Regions from separate parts of the Mus musculus genome. Here all the other regions are linked to region 3. Evidence: chromatin contacts called from public HiChIP or PLAC-seq and promoter capture Hi-C data. All regions are on one chromosome and are shown on one strand. Each heading gives the region's core, a stretch centred on a gene start, on an enhancer-like site or on the middle of the called end of the contact. The rest is flanking DNA. Distances are from core to core; before and after follow the strand shown.

What was found. HiChIP or PLAC-seq counts read pairs in DNA pulled down with a chosen protein or histone mark. Capture Hi-C pulls out chosen DNA fragments and counts their contacts.
Region 1: a FOXA1 HiChIP or PLAC-seq map of pancreatic cancer cells shows a contact between it and region 3. The contact joins the promoter of Atp5d here to the promoter of Ncln in region 3. A contact is called at or near these places in 1 of 39 promoter capture datasets (liver), 1 of 484 Hi-C or Micro-C datasets (CD4 T cells), 1 of 115 datasets of contacts at active chromatin or transcription factors (pancreatic cancer cells) and 1 of 9 other capture datasets (liver).
Region 2: a contact with region 3 is called in an H3K4me3 HiChIP or PLAC-seq map of bone marrow-derived macrophages, with 4 times the contacts expected there. The contact joins the promoter of Wdr18 here to the promoter of Ncln in region 3. A contact is called at or near these places in 2 of 39 promoter capture datasets (embryonic stem cells and liver) and 1 of 115 datasets of contacts at active chromatin or transcription factors (bone marrow-derived macrophages).
Region 4: a promoter capture Hi-C map of liver shows a contact between it and region 3, with 3 times the contacts expected there. The contact joins the promoter of Med16 here to the promoter of Ncln in region 3. A contact is called at or near these places in 2 of 39 promoter capture datasets (hippocampal neurons and liver), 1 of 484 Hi-C or Micro-C datasets (B cells) and 2 of 9 other capture datasets (liver and macrophages).

What each region holds. Positions count from the first base shown.
Region 1 is chr10:80,140,675-80,143,721 of GRCm38.p6, reverse strand. Atp5d (ATP synthase, H+ transporting, mitochondrial F1 complex, delta subunit) reads right to left here and starts at 1,407. Exons shown (of 4, transcript NM_025313.2): 1 at 1,116-1,407. The coding sequence starts at 1,256.
Region 2 is chr10:79,958,308-79,961,401 of GRCm38.p6, reverse strand. It overlaps Wdr18 (WD repeat domain 18), which reads right to left and starts at 1,250. Exons shown (of 10, transcript NM_175450.4): 1 at 1,030-1,250; 2 at 290-400. The coding sequence starts at 1,239.
Region 3 is chr10:81,494,934-81,498,101 of GRCm38.p6, reverse strand. Ncln (nicalin) reads left to right here and starts at 1,739. Exons shown (of 14, transcript NM_134009.3): 1 at 1,739-2,022. The coding sequence starts at 1,839. It overlaps S1pr4 (sphingosine-1-phosphate receptor 4), which reads left to right. Exons shown (of 1, transcript NM_010102.2): 1 at 1-357.
Region 4 is chr10:79,907,511-79,910,443 of GRCm38.p6, reverse strand. Med16 (mediator complex subunit 16) reads left to right here and starts at 1,506. Exons shown (of 15, transcript NM_198107.2): 1 at 1,506-1,626; 2 at 2,788-2,933. The coding sequence starts at 1,549. R3hdm4 (R3H domain containing 4) reads left to right here. Exons shown (of 8, transcript NM_177994.5): 8 at 1-392. It overlaps Gm24019 (a small nuclear RNA gene), which reads right to left and starts at 1,249; the gene lies at 1,143-1,249.

The sequences.
Region 1 (3,047 bases), core at 158-2,657, 1.4 Mb after region 3:
GACTCAGCTTGCTCACCTGTGAAATGTCTATGTCTAAAAGAGTGTCTAGAAGAGGTGACTGAAACAGAGGGCAATGCAGTGTAGTGCAGCGTGCTGATCCAGCCCCTGGTATGGGGTTTCTGAGAAACCCAAAGGCTGTCTCACAACCACTCAGGAAGTTGCTATGAGGTAGTCAAAAGTGTAAAACCAACCCAGGCTTACAAATAGCATGGCTGTAAGTTGGTAAAACCTTGGCTAAGGTCTATCCAATTAAGGATATTAGGTCCAGGGCTGGAGAGATGGCTCAGTGGGTAAGAGCACTTCCGAAGGTCCTGAGTTCAAATCTCAGCAACCACATGGTGGCTCACAACCACCCATAATGAGAACTGATGCCCTCTTCTGGTTTGTCTGAAAACAAACAGTTTACTTACATACAATAAATAAGTAAATCTTTAAAGAAAAAAAAAAAAAAGGATATTTGGTCCAGGCAAACCCAACAGGATGAGGAGCTTCGGTCAATCCCAGGTGACCCCAACAGTGGCCAGGCTTCTGTTCTGAGTCCAAATCTCCTTCAGGATCTGGGTCCAGGCAATTTCCAAGAGCTCCAGGTCTGGGTACTGGTGACCCCTATCTGGGCAACAGCTTGGGGACTTGGGGAATCCCCCACGGGTAGAAACTGTGAGCCATGTAAAACCCAAAGGCATTGCTCTGTGCTCCATTGTTCATCCTAGCTCCAAGTGACACCACCTAAGCCTTGAGTAGAGCCTGGGGTTCATATCAATCTCGGGTACAACACCCAAGGACAGGGCCTGAGTGACCACCACCAAGGTGTAGAGCCTAGAACACCCCAAAACAGAAGGGTTTGTGAAGGCAAAATCTGGGTTCCAGATATAGGTGATCCACCTCCCAGAGGGTGGAGTCTTATGTCCAGGTGACGCCCTTAGGGGTGGAGCATGAAGTTTCAGTGAACACTGAGGTCGAGCCCTGGGTCCAGGTGACCCCATCCAGGGGTGAGGTCTGGGGTGGGGGGAGGTTCACAGGGCCCCATGGGGATGAAACAAATGACCTAATACAAGAGAACCTCTTCCACGGGTCAGATCAGGGGCTTGACGAGTCTGGGGGATGTGAGTTCGTACCTGCGTCGGGGAGGCAAAGGTGAAGGACATCTGTCCGGGCCCGGCGGCGGGGGCAGGTGCAGCGGCGGCCTCGGCGTATGTACGCGCCTGAAGCATCAGGCGGCGCAGGCCCGGGTGACGAAGCAGTGAGGCGGGCAACATGGTGGCGGAAAAGTCAGTGGACTCTAGCTTCGCGGGCGGCCGACACACTGGGCAAGCGAGGCGGCCTTCAGGGAGGGAGAAGGACGACGCGCGGTGCCTTCTGGGAGGCGCAGTTCCCACAAGAACGCACGCGCACAGGATTCTCCGAAGGCTGCGCGATGCAGTACGCGCTGAGCATTCTGGGAGGTATACTTTCCCTTGGCCCCACCCCTTGCAGTGATGCCTAGAAGTGGGATCCTCCTATGCCGGGTGGGTCATTCTGGGAATTGTAGTTTTCTTCGCCTTCTAACAGCAAACGACTCTGGGTTCTTGGGATGCGGTTCTTTCTGCAAACGAACATATTCCCTCAGGAGGGGAATGTTTGCGCGGAAATGATATGGGCTTGATATCAGGTGCCAAGCATTCGAGGCCCAGAAGAAGCAAACCTGTAACGTGTTGGAACAGAAGAATTAAAATGTAGAGTGCGGTGACACACTCTTGCAATCCCCGCACTCGGAACAACCTATTTCCAAAAGTGCATCAAATATAGATGGGCAGTGGTGGCGCGTGCCTTTATTCCCAGCACTTGGGAGGCAGAGGCAGGCGGCTTTCTGAGTTTGAGACCAGCCTGGTCTACAGAGTGAGTTCCAGGACAGCCAACAGCCAGGATTATACAGAAAAATCCTATCTCGAAACACACACACACACACACACACACACACACACACACACACATATATATATATGCATATGCCAGGCGCAGTTAATCCCAACTCCCCGGAGGAAGACTCAAGCGGGGCTCCATGAGTTTGAGACCAACCAGGACTACATCATGAGAAGCTGCTAAATAAATAATTAAATTTCATGATGCCCGCTGCGGTGCGTGCTGGGGAGAGGTCGTGCCAGGAAAGAAGTGCACCGGATGGCGGCAGAGGGCGCGCGAAACCTGGAGATGTACTCGCTCTTCTCCGCAGTCCCCTCCCTGCGGGCCTCCGCCCCTGCGTGCCACTGACGCAGGAGCCCGTGCGCAGGCGGCCAAGGGGCCCCACTGACGCCAGTCTTGTCCGCGCAGCCTCGCTCTCGGTCATGACGTCATCACCCTGCCCCCGCACTCACGCAGGTTCCGGCCTCCGCTCAGCTCTTGGTCCCCATGCCCCACCACGTAGGTTCACAGAAAATGCAGGCATAGGCTTGATGGGGCAAACAGAAGGAAAGCCATTAGCTTTGTTGGATCTTAGAGGAGCAGCTGGCAGCTAGAGGGTCGTGGTCACCCTTGAACCAGAGCCTGGCAGATGCAAGACTACAAGCTAGACTACAAACTTATTCTACTAACTAGAGACTCTGGCACGCAGACCTGCTCAAAAGCCAGCAGTCCTGGCCTTAATCAATCTCTATGAGAGACACCTAGTTCCCAGTCTCTATAATCTGGACAGTTTCCCTGGGCAGTGGGCAGCTAGAAACCCCATTCCCTTCCCTACTCCAGCTCTTAAACAGATACACACGCGCGCGCGCACACACACACACACACACACACACACACACACACACACACACACACCCATACCCGTCCCAGGATCCCATATCTACTCAAATGCTCCATGAAGTAAGAACTCAACGCTAGAAAGATCATGCTTGTCCGGTGGTGAGTGTCCTCTTCCTACCCCCATGGCCACTGTGCCTTACCAGACAAGTCTTCTAAAAACTAAACCTAGGGTGCTGGAGAGATAGTTCAGAGATCAGCAACGAGCACTGTTCTTCCAAGAGACGTGTGCTTCATTCTCAGTGCCCATGGGGGACAGCTAACAGTTGCCT
Region 2 (3,094 bases), core at 1-2,500, 1.5 Mb after region 3:
ACTGCTTCTGGTTCCTGCCTCCTCCTCCTCTGTACTAATTCTGGTCACTGCCCTTTTCTAAGTTTCTTTCCTGGTTGCTCACGACAGCACTAGAGCCACCAGCAGGTTGAACACTGTCCTGTATCTCAGTCACAAATGAGGACCCTATAGACATGGCCACATTTTTGTTTTCAGAAGTCATGGGTAAGATCTCCAAGACCACCTGCCTACCTCAGGTAAAACTGGACACCAACCAGTTTTACTCTCTAGCATTCCCAAGTGACACATACGTGTGACAAGCTGTTCTCACCTCCCACAGGTAGATGCTCTCTGCAATTCCTGCCAGGACATACAAGCCATTAGGTGCTGTGGTCAGACAGGTGACAGGCCCAGGACACATGATTTTCTGTTGGAGCTGATCCTAGGGACACAGGATACAAGACAAACTATGTGAGTATCAGAACGGAGGCAATGGAAGGTTAAAGTTTTTAGTACAGAGAGCAAGAGTAAGGGGGTTGGGGAGACAGACTGCTCAAGTGAGGGGTTGTCGGTGCGGCTCAGGGTTAGAACCACTGCCTAGAACCTCCCAGTGAAGGGCAGGGTCAGGGCTCAGCAGTAGGGATCCCAGCGGACAAGAAGGAAGCTCTGTGTTCCAGAAACATCAGAACCAGTAACCCCAGGCCTCAGTCAGTCCTGACTATGAAGATCTGCGACTCTTTACGAGGGTAACAAAAGGACGGGCCGTCGGTCTCTGTCTTCCTGCGGCTCCTCAAGATCTCTGATCTGCCATGCTGTCCAAAAGCATGACCTCTAACGGACCCCATTTTCCCTTCTGCATCAAAATTGGCGTCCCTAACACTACAAGCGTGCAAAAGCGGATTCGCCATCGATCTTCATCTGAGCACGCGTGCGTTGGCGCCATCTCCCTAGGAGAAAACCCCTCGGCCTCCGAGTACGCCCTGTCACGCAGCCACCCCAGGGTCGCCGGGACCCCAACCCTGGCGGCGCCCCAGGACTCTCGGCTGCCCCGCGGACGCTGAGGCCCCACACCTTACGCTGCAGCTCCCAGGCGCAGATGTAGTTCTTGCCCTGCTGCGCCGCCAGCAGGTACTCGCCATTGAGTAGCGCCAGGCCTCGCGGCCCCGCTTGGCCGCCTCGGTAGGTGAGCAGGTTGGCGCCCGAATGAAGCTCCCACACCACGCAGCTCCAGAGCTGTGCCGCGGCGTCAGTACACACCACCACTTCCATGGGCGCCGCCATCTTGCTCTGCCAGTCCCGCCCCTGAATCCCATCATCCTTAGAGAGACTGTTAAGATGGCTCCTGGCCGACTAGAACGGCCATAGCGCCTCCTAGAGGCCAAACTGGAAAGTCTACGCATGCGCGGTAGCTTCACCAAGCCGAGGAGGCTGTTGATTGCCTGGTGCTTTACGGGTTCCAGGAGCCCTAACGTGCGCATGCGTAAAAAGTTCGCGGCTCTGGGGCGGAGCTAGCAGCAGGTGAGAGGGCGTAGCCAGACGACCTGCACATGCGTACAAGCCAGTGCGCGAAAGGCGTAATGCTAGACCCAGCCAAGCAGGTTAAAGAACACCAGGAGCTTCTTCGGGGGCGGGGCGGGGCGGGGCGGGGCGGGGCGGGGCAAAACAAAACAAAACAAAACAAAACAAAACAAAACAAAACAAAACAAAACAAAACAAAACAAAACAAAACAAAACAAAACAAAACAAAACAAAACAAAACAAAACAAAACAAAACAAAACAAAACTGGATTCCTGCACATGCGTAGAAGACTGGGGAGTCCCTGGCCGGTCAGCACTGTATTACCTCTGTGTAGTGGAAGGTATTTTTGCTACCTGTTTGCTGGGTTTGTCTTTTTTTTTTCTTTCTTTTGTTTTCTTTTTCTTTCTTTCCTTCTTTTTTTCTTTCTTTCCTTCTTTCTTTTCGAGACAGTGTCTCTTTATGTGCTGGGTGGCCTTGAGCCTCCACCACCGGTGACCGGTTTATTTACTTTCTTTTCTTCTTCTTCTTTTCTTCTTCTTCTTCTTCTTCTTTTCTTCTTCTTTCTTCTTCTTCTTCTTCTTCTTCTTCTTCTTCTTCTTCTTCTTCTTCTTCTTCTTTTCTTCTTCTTCTTCTTCTCCTCCTCCTCCTCCTCCTCCTCCTCCTCCTCCTCCTCCTCCTCCTCCTTCTTCTTCTTCTTCTTCTTCAGATATTTACTTTATTTACATTTCAAATATTGTCCCCTTTCCTGGCTTTCCCTCTGAAACCGGTTTACTTTTTTTTTTTTAAAGATTTATTTATTTATTATATGTAAGTACACTGTAGCTGTTTTCAGACACTCCAGAAGAGGGAGTCAGATTTTGTTACAGATGGTTGTGAGCCACTATATGGTTGCTGGGATTTGAACTCCAGACCTTTGGAAGAGCCGTCGGGTGCTCTTACCCACTGAGCCATCTCACCAGCCCCCGGTTTACTTTTTAAACCTTGTTTTATAGCAAAAATATAAACCACTGATCTTTATACTTTATTTAGACCAAATGAAGTTAGTGACTTACTGCATGTAAAATCAGGCTACATACTCATCAAGGATAATATGTCTGGCTGAGGTGAATTGGTGATTAAACTCTTACCAATCGACCCACGCCCTTTATGGATTTGCCGCTTCTTTGCCCTTTCCTCTTTTGAGCCATAAATTTCAAATTTGTATTCGGTTCACTCCGTGTAGACCCAAAAGGTCAATCTCTAGCCAAGCAACCTTTAGCCTCGGGTCACAGCTGCTGGTCATAGGCCAGGTCTAAAACCAAGTGTCCCCTCCCTCCCTCCCTCCCTCCCTCCCTCCCTCCCTCCCTCCATGTGCTGTTAGTAAAGGAGATTGCAAGCAATTGTGGAATCGCAGCTGGGAATGTGGCTGCCAGAGCGCTGCGCCTGCCGTGGCAGCAGAGCTGGACGCACGGTGGGATGGTGAGCTGGGTCTAAGAGCAGCTATTGGGCCTGTGAAGGGAGCAAGGTTGCATGCTGGGTGCAAGCATTGGACTCAGCGACCCTGCGACCTCAGGCCAGAAAGAGAGGAAACGAGTCCGAGTGAGGCGTGTCACCCAATGTGGCCCCAAGATGGCAGGC
Region 3 (3,168 bases), core at 490-2,989:
CTGCACCATTTGTTTGAGGGCAACTTGACGTGTTTAAGAATGAAAGGGGGCCTGGAGGGCACACCAGTCTGTCATCCACCCCTCTTCTCAATGACTTCTACATTGGGACAAGCAGCCTGCCCCCGATGGCCTCCCTCCTCCAGTTCAGGTTCTCTGTCTCTGTGTGGGGAGGATAGAGCCACCCACTCCAGGTCTGGGGCAATCTCAACTGGTCCTGTAACCCCGCAGCCTCGCCCTTCCTGTTCTGAATCACGGAGATATGCTGTGGCAGGGAGCTGTGGACCCTACCATGTGATAGTGCAGCTGCAAGCCATGCATGGCTGCATAAAATTCATTAAAATGAACGAAACCTCCACATTCCGTTTCTCAGTGTATTGTAACCGAGGCGCGCTGGCAGTGACTCTAGGATGGTAGGGATTGTCACAGTTATAGATGGCAGAAGTTCACGCTGTTGGACACACATCATCTGTTTTCTTTTCTACACTTTCAGTTCTGATTGTCTGTGGCCTCGGTATACAGTTGGCAGTTATCACTCACCCGGGGGAAAGGACCACAAGTTTGAGTCTTAGAATCTGTTTTCTTACCTAAGGCAAATGGTCTTCAGAGAAGGCACCATCCCCAAGTTCTCCACAGGCTTCGAAAGCCAGCACTCACCAGTCGCGAATCTTACTCAAAGTCAGTTCATGCCAGTTTGCATATCAAATTCCCACCTGTGGCTGCCAGTGGGTGGGTGGCAGTGTCTGGTCTTTTATTTCTTATTTATTGTATTTCTAGAGGTGTGAGTGACATATAATTTTAATTCACATCTTAACTTACCCCAAGACACAGGGACTAGTCAAATCCATTGAAGTTGCAATAGGGCAAACCAAAAATGTTAGGTTAAATATGTCCCAAGTATGAACAGGGATACTAAAGACCTCCCATCGTCACACTAGTCTCATTTTAGCTATCTTGATCTCCCCACTGCCATTAAAGTCCGCGCCAATTCTTGCCTTCCTACCTTACCACCTGCCCCGAATATTATTTTTTTAACCAGCTTTTCACTCATTCACTTAAATCCTGTAGAACACCTGTAGTCAGAGTGTCTTGTGATCAGAGAGCTAGCACCTTCAAGACAAAGGCCTCACCTCTCTCTCTTTCTCTTTTATTTTATTTTATTTTATTTTCTCGCATTCTAATCCCCTCTCCTTTCAAAGACTAAAAGAACGACTCTAGTTCCCATATTCCTTTGTGCTTGCCCGATAGGACTACAATTCCCAGAGAAACAAGGCACCAGGCGGGCACTTTCTCTTTCCTTTCCTACATCTTTCCGGGTCGAACGGTCACGTCCTGCACTTTAGGTTTTGGATTGTCCTTTCATTAACGACTCCAAACATGGGGCTTAAACAAGATTTACTGGGAATGGTTTTTAATAGCTTTGTAAGTCATCTGTGTTTTGCGGCTTGGATGAGTTCAGTAGCAGTAGATTGTCCACCATAGCTTCTAGGAGCGGCACAGTGGGACTACAACTTCCAGGGGGCTCCGCGCATAAGGACTGTCACAGCTTCCGAGAGGCCCTAGTGCGAGTCTAAGTGTGCCTACAACTCCCAGGGTTCCACAGCGCGCGGAGCCGTTTAAAACGAGGCTCGCTCACAAGAAAGACTACATTTCCCAGAAGGCGGCGCGGCAGACAGGGCCGTCCGCAGTGCTGCCCGAAGGACCCTAGGGCAGGCGCGGGCTGTTCGTGGCTCTCCCCGAAGGACCTCAGCAGCCGCCCATGCCGAGCTGAGTCCGCCGAGCCTCGGCCGCTTCCCGTCGCCCTCCGTCGCTGCCGCCTTTGCGGCCTGCCGCCCGCCGGGATGTTGGAGGAAGCGGGCGAGGTGCTCGAGAACGTGCTGAAGGCGTCGTGCCTGCCACTCGGCTTTATCGTCTTCTTGCCCGCCGTGTTGCTGCTCGTGGCGCCGCCGCTGCCCGCCGCCGACGCCGCGCACGAGTTCACCGTGTACCGCATGCAGCAGTACGACCTGCAGGGCCAGCCATACGGTGCGCGACCCCTGACCTCTTCTCTTGACGCCGCCGTCCCCCTTACTGCCACACTAGTCCCCCAGTCACTGCGATCCTCCCACTGTCAGGCAGAGGAACTCCGACTGCTATCCCGGTCTCCCCATTGACTTACTGTTCCTGGCAGCTCTGTTCCCTCAGTTCCCCTGCTGTTTCACTGACTCCTGTCACCCCATCCCATCATCGCCACCCTGATTCCTATCTCTCCTCGATCCCATGTCACCCTGATCCCTCTCTGTCAGCGGTTGCCTCAGACCACTCTCAGGCCGGCGTCAGCCCCCGGGCCTGGTGTCCTGGGGTTTCCTGGGGCCTTGGTTCCCACAGTACCATACTTTCACCCCTTTGCTCTGCTCCCCACTCCTCGCCAGGGTTCCCCAGGATCTCTGTCCCCATGCCTAGGTTTGGGGCCTCTCAGAGCTTCCCGCACCCTGCTCTTTGGTTTGCCTCTCAGCCTTGATACTGTCTTTGCCTGAATGCCAAGGCCGGGCCCCCATTTTTGAGCGGGTGTGGCAGCCTGGTGTGTGCACCCAAGCCTATGTGGCCCCTATACCCAGAATTGCATTAATTTCTCTTTAAAACTGTGTTGCCATGGCAGGGGTCATGTTGCTGCCCCAGCTCGGGGAGCTCTAAGGGGTCGAGGCCAGGTGGCTGCCCAGCACCTTGCAGGACCCAGAACAGTGGCCCCAGAACAGTGCCCTGGCATGTAGAGCACCCTGGGGTGGGGGACCTTACCCTAGGCCAAGGAGTAGGTGGCCAGGTGTCCCAATGTCGTAAGCATTTGCTTGCAGATCCTTGTGGCCTGGTATCTTCGGAAGGGCCACCTGCTAAACTGCCACTGTGGGGTGTCACTGATGGCGGGGGAACCGTGGACACCACTAAGCTGTGAAGCATAGCTTCTGAGCTCCCACAGTTGTTCCAGAGCATTCCGCGATCTGGAGGGCAGTTCCTAGACCATGCATTTCCATGTCTGGGTCTCACATGCACAGAATCTTGGGTGGGCCGGTCTGTGAATAAGCTCATGTATTGTGGACCAGATGCCTAACGTGACTTTCTCACCCATCCTTGGCTGGTTAAGAACTAATGGGCTCTTGCATCTTGTCTACACCCTGGAGGACTCGTGATGGGGCA
Region 4 (2,933 bases), core at 257-2,756, 1.6 Mb after region 3:
TGTGTGTGTGTGTGTGGCGCACATGTATGCACGCCATGTGCCATGAACCTGGACAAGCATTGTCTCAAGGGCTCATTTTATGCTTTTTTTTTTTTTTTTTTTTGGTGATGTGTGTATCTTGTCCCCAGCTCCCTAGGCCCTGCCTGCCTTTCAGACTGTCCTCTCCTCCTCCTTCTCCCCTCTCCTTATGCCAGGGGTCCAGGACTTCCAGCCAGAAGCCTCTGACCTTGTGTTCCCTGTCCCCTCCCCTGTCCCCTCTGCTGCTCAGCATAGCTGTGGTCACTGCAGAGGTCTTATATGTTCAGCAGGCCTGGCCCTCCTTCCCTTCCCCTTCTGTGTGATTCTTTGAGCTTGGGGGAAAGGGACGATTTTAATAAAGCCTTGGTGCTCGAGTCCTGTCCCCGTGTTTGTCTTTAGGTTTGGTGGGGGTGGGTGAGACTGGGAGATCACTGAGGGCACGAGCTAGCAAGCTGGACACGGGGGAACCTCAAAGTCTCTATAACATTAGTTCATTTTACAACATGTAAAATGCTTAAAGATGAGGTGCCAGGTTGGGGTTCGATGGGGAAAGCAATTGGTTAGCATGCTCAAAGCCCTGGGTTCCATCCCCAGCACCATTTAAACCACATGGTGACCAGTGACAAGTGATTTTGAGGCCAGCCTGGGCCATGTGGTAGACAGGTCTCATTGTTGGACACCTCTGAATCCTAGCACTCAGGAGCCAGAGGCTGATGGATCTCTGTGAGTTCAAGGCCAGCTAGTCTACATAGCCAGGGCCATACAGTGAGACCCTGCCTCAAACAACAGTCACTTGAGGGCCAGCAAAATGGTTAAGCACGTTAAGGTGCTTGCCGCCAAGCTTGATGATCTGAGAGCAAGAACCAACTCCTTGTCCTCTTACGTGCACTGTGGAAGGCACACTTATACACACACACACACACTCACACAGGAGCCCGTGGCTTGGTGGTACACCTCTGTCATCCCAGTAGGTAGGTAGAGGCAGTCACTGGAGAACCTCATCAGTGTCAGGCCAACCTGAGCTATACAGTGAGCAACGAGCTCTGCTGTCAAGAAACAAAATAGAAAAAACGTGAGTGAGCCTCCAATAGGATGTTAGGGTGCTTGTCAGTTCCTCTGAGGAACAAAATATGGAACGCTTCACGAATTTGCGTGTCATCCTTGCGCAGGGGCCATGCTAATCTTCTCTGTATCGTTCCAATTTTAGTATATGTGCTGCCGAAGCGAGCACAAACAAGGCTTTTCTCCAAGGGATATTTATAGTCTCAAAACACACAATTACTTTACAGTTAGGGTGAGTTTCCTTTTGTGCTGTTTTTTAAAATAATAATTTAGTATTTGTATCTCTTATAGAAATCCAAGCCTATCATGTAAAATGTAGCTAGTATTAAAAAGAACAGATTATCTGTCTTTTATCGCACATTAAGCCTCTATAGTTACTAGGAAATATTATATGCAAATTAACCGGGGCAGGGGAGTAGCCGAGCTTCTCCCACAAGTCTGTGCGAGGGGGCCGGCGCGGGCCTAGAGATGGCGGCGTCGGATCCCGGGCGTTGGGGCGAGTGTGGACCGCGGCCGCCGGGCCGACTGGGCGCCCGGGGCGGACAGGTTAGTACGGCGTGCGGGGTACGGGACTCGTGGCTGGTGCGTTTCAGGCTAAAACCGCGAGCGGAAGGCCGAGGGGCGGGGCTTGCGGGGTCAGAGGGCGGGCCTGGGAACAAAGCTTGCTGGGTAGAGGCCGTTGTGGGAGGGATGTGAATAGGGGGAGCCTAAGGCGACGGGGTTGAGGAGGGGGCGTGGTCCGAGGGGCTGAGCCTCCCTGGGAGGGGCGTGGCCTGAGTTCAGAAGTTGGATGGAGGGGCAGAGTCTGAAGAAATAAGACTGATAGAGAGGGATGTGGCCTAGGGAGCGGAGTCTAAGGTGGGCCGGGGTTGGGGGTGCTAAAGATCTGAGATCGATGCAGAGAGGTGACCTAGTAGTCACAAGCTGAGCAGAAACTGAGGCTGAATTTACCAGTTTGGTTTGGAGGCGGAGCCTAGGGTGATTAGACAATGTGGGTGGAGCTTAACGAGCTTGGGCGGGAGGTGGTGGAGGTGTGTGTGTTAAGACTCAGGATTTAGCCGGGTGTGGTGGTTCACGCCTTTAATCCCAGCATTTGGGAGGCAGAGGCTGCGGATTTCTGAGTTCGAGGCCAGCCTGGTCTACAACGTGAGTTCCAGGACAGCCAGAGCTATACAGAGAAACCCTGTCTCGAAAAACCAAAAAGAAAAAAAAAAAGACTCAGGCTTTTTGCCAGGCGCACGCCTTTAATCCCAGCACTTGGGAGGCAGAGGCAGGCGGATTTCAGAGTTCGAGGCCAGCCTGGTCTACAGAGTGAGTTCCAGGAGAGCCAGGGCTACACAGAGAAACCCTGTCTCAAAAAAAAAAAAACAAAAAAAGGCTCAGAATTTGAGCCTTGGATGTTAACTTGTTGAGAGTATTGTGTGGCATGGGCTGCTGCGGGGTCTAAGCTACTAGGTCCCAGGCAAGGCTTGGAGACTGAACTAGAGTGTAGACTGAGGCCCAGACTGAAGTGGTAGGGGTGGGCCCGGTTGTGTGTGTGGAGGGTGCTTAGCGTTTGTAGGCTGAGCTCAGGCTGATCTGGGTTGCCTAGGGAGGAGTGACCCCAGGCGGGGCATCATGGATTTTATAGCAGGGCTCTCGCTGGAGAACATTCTAGACACCCTTTAGCTGGGAGCTGCTATAGAGCACTGCCTCCCTTTTCCCCAGGAGCCAGGGACCGTGCTGGGTGCGGTGGGTATGATGGACCTGGCCTATGTGTGCGAATGGGAGAAGTGGGCCAAGAGCACGTACTGCCCGTCGCTGCCCCTGGCTTGTGCCTGGTCCTGCAGGAACCTCATTGCCTTCACCACAGA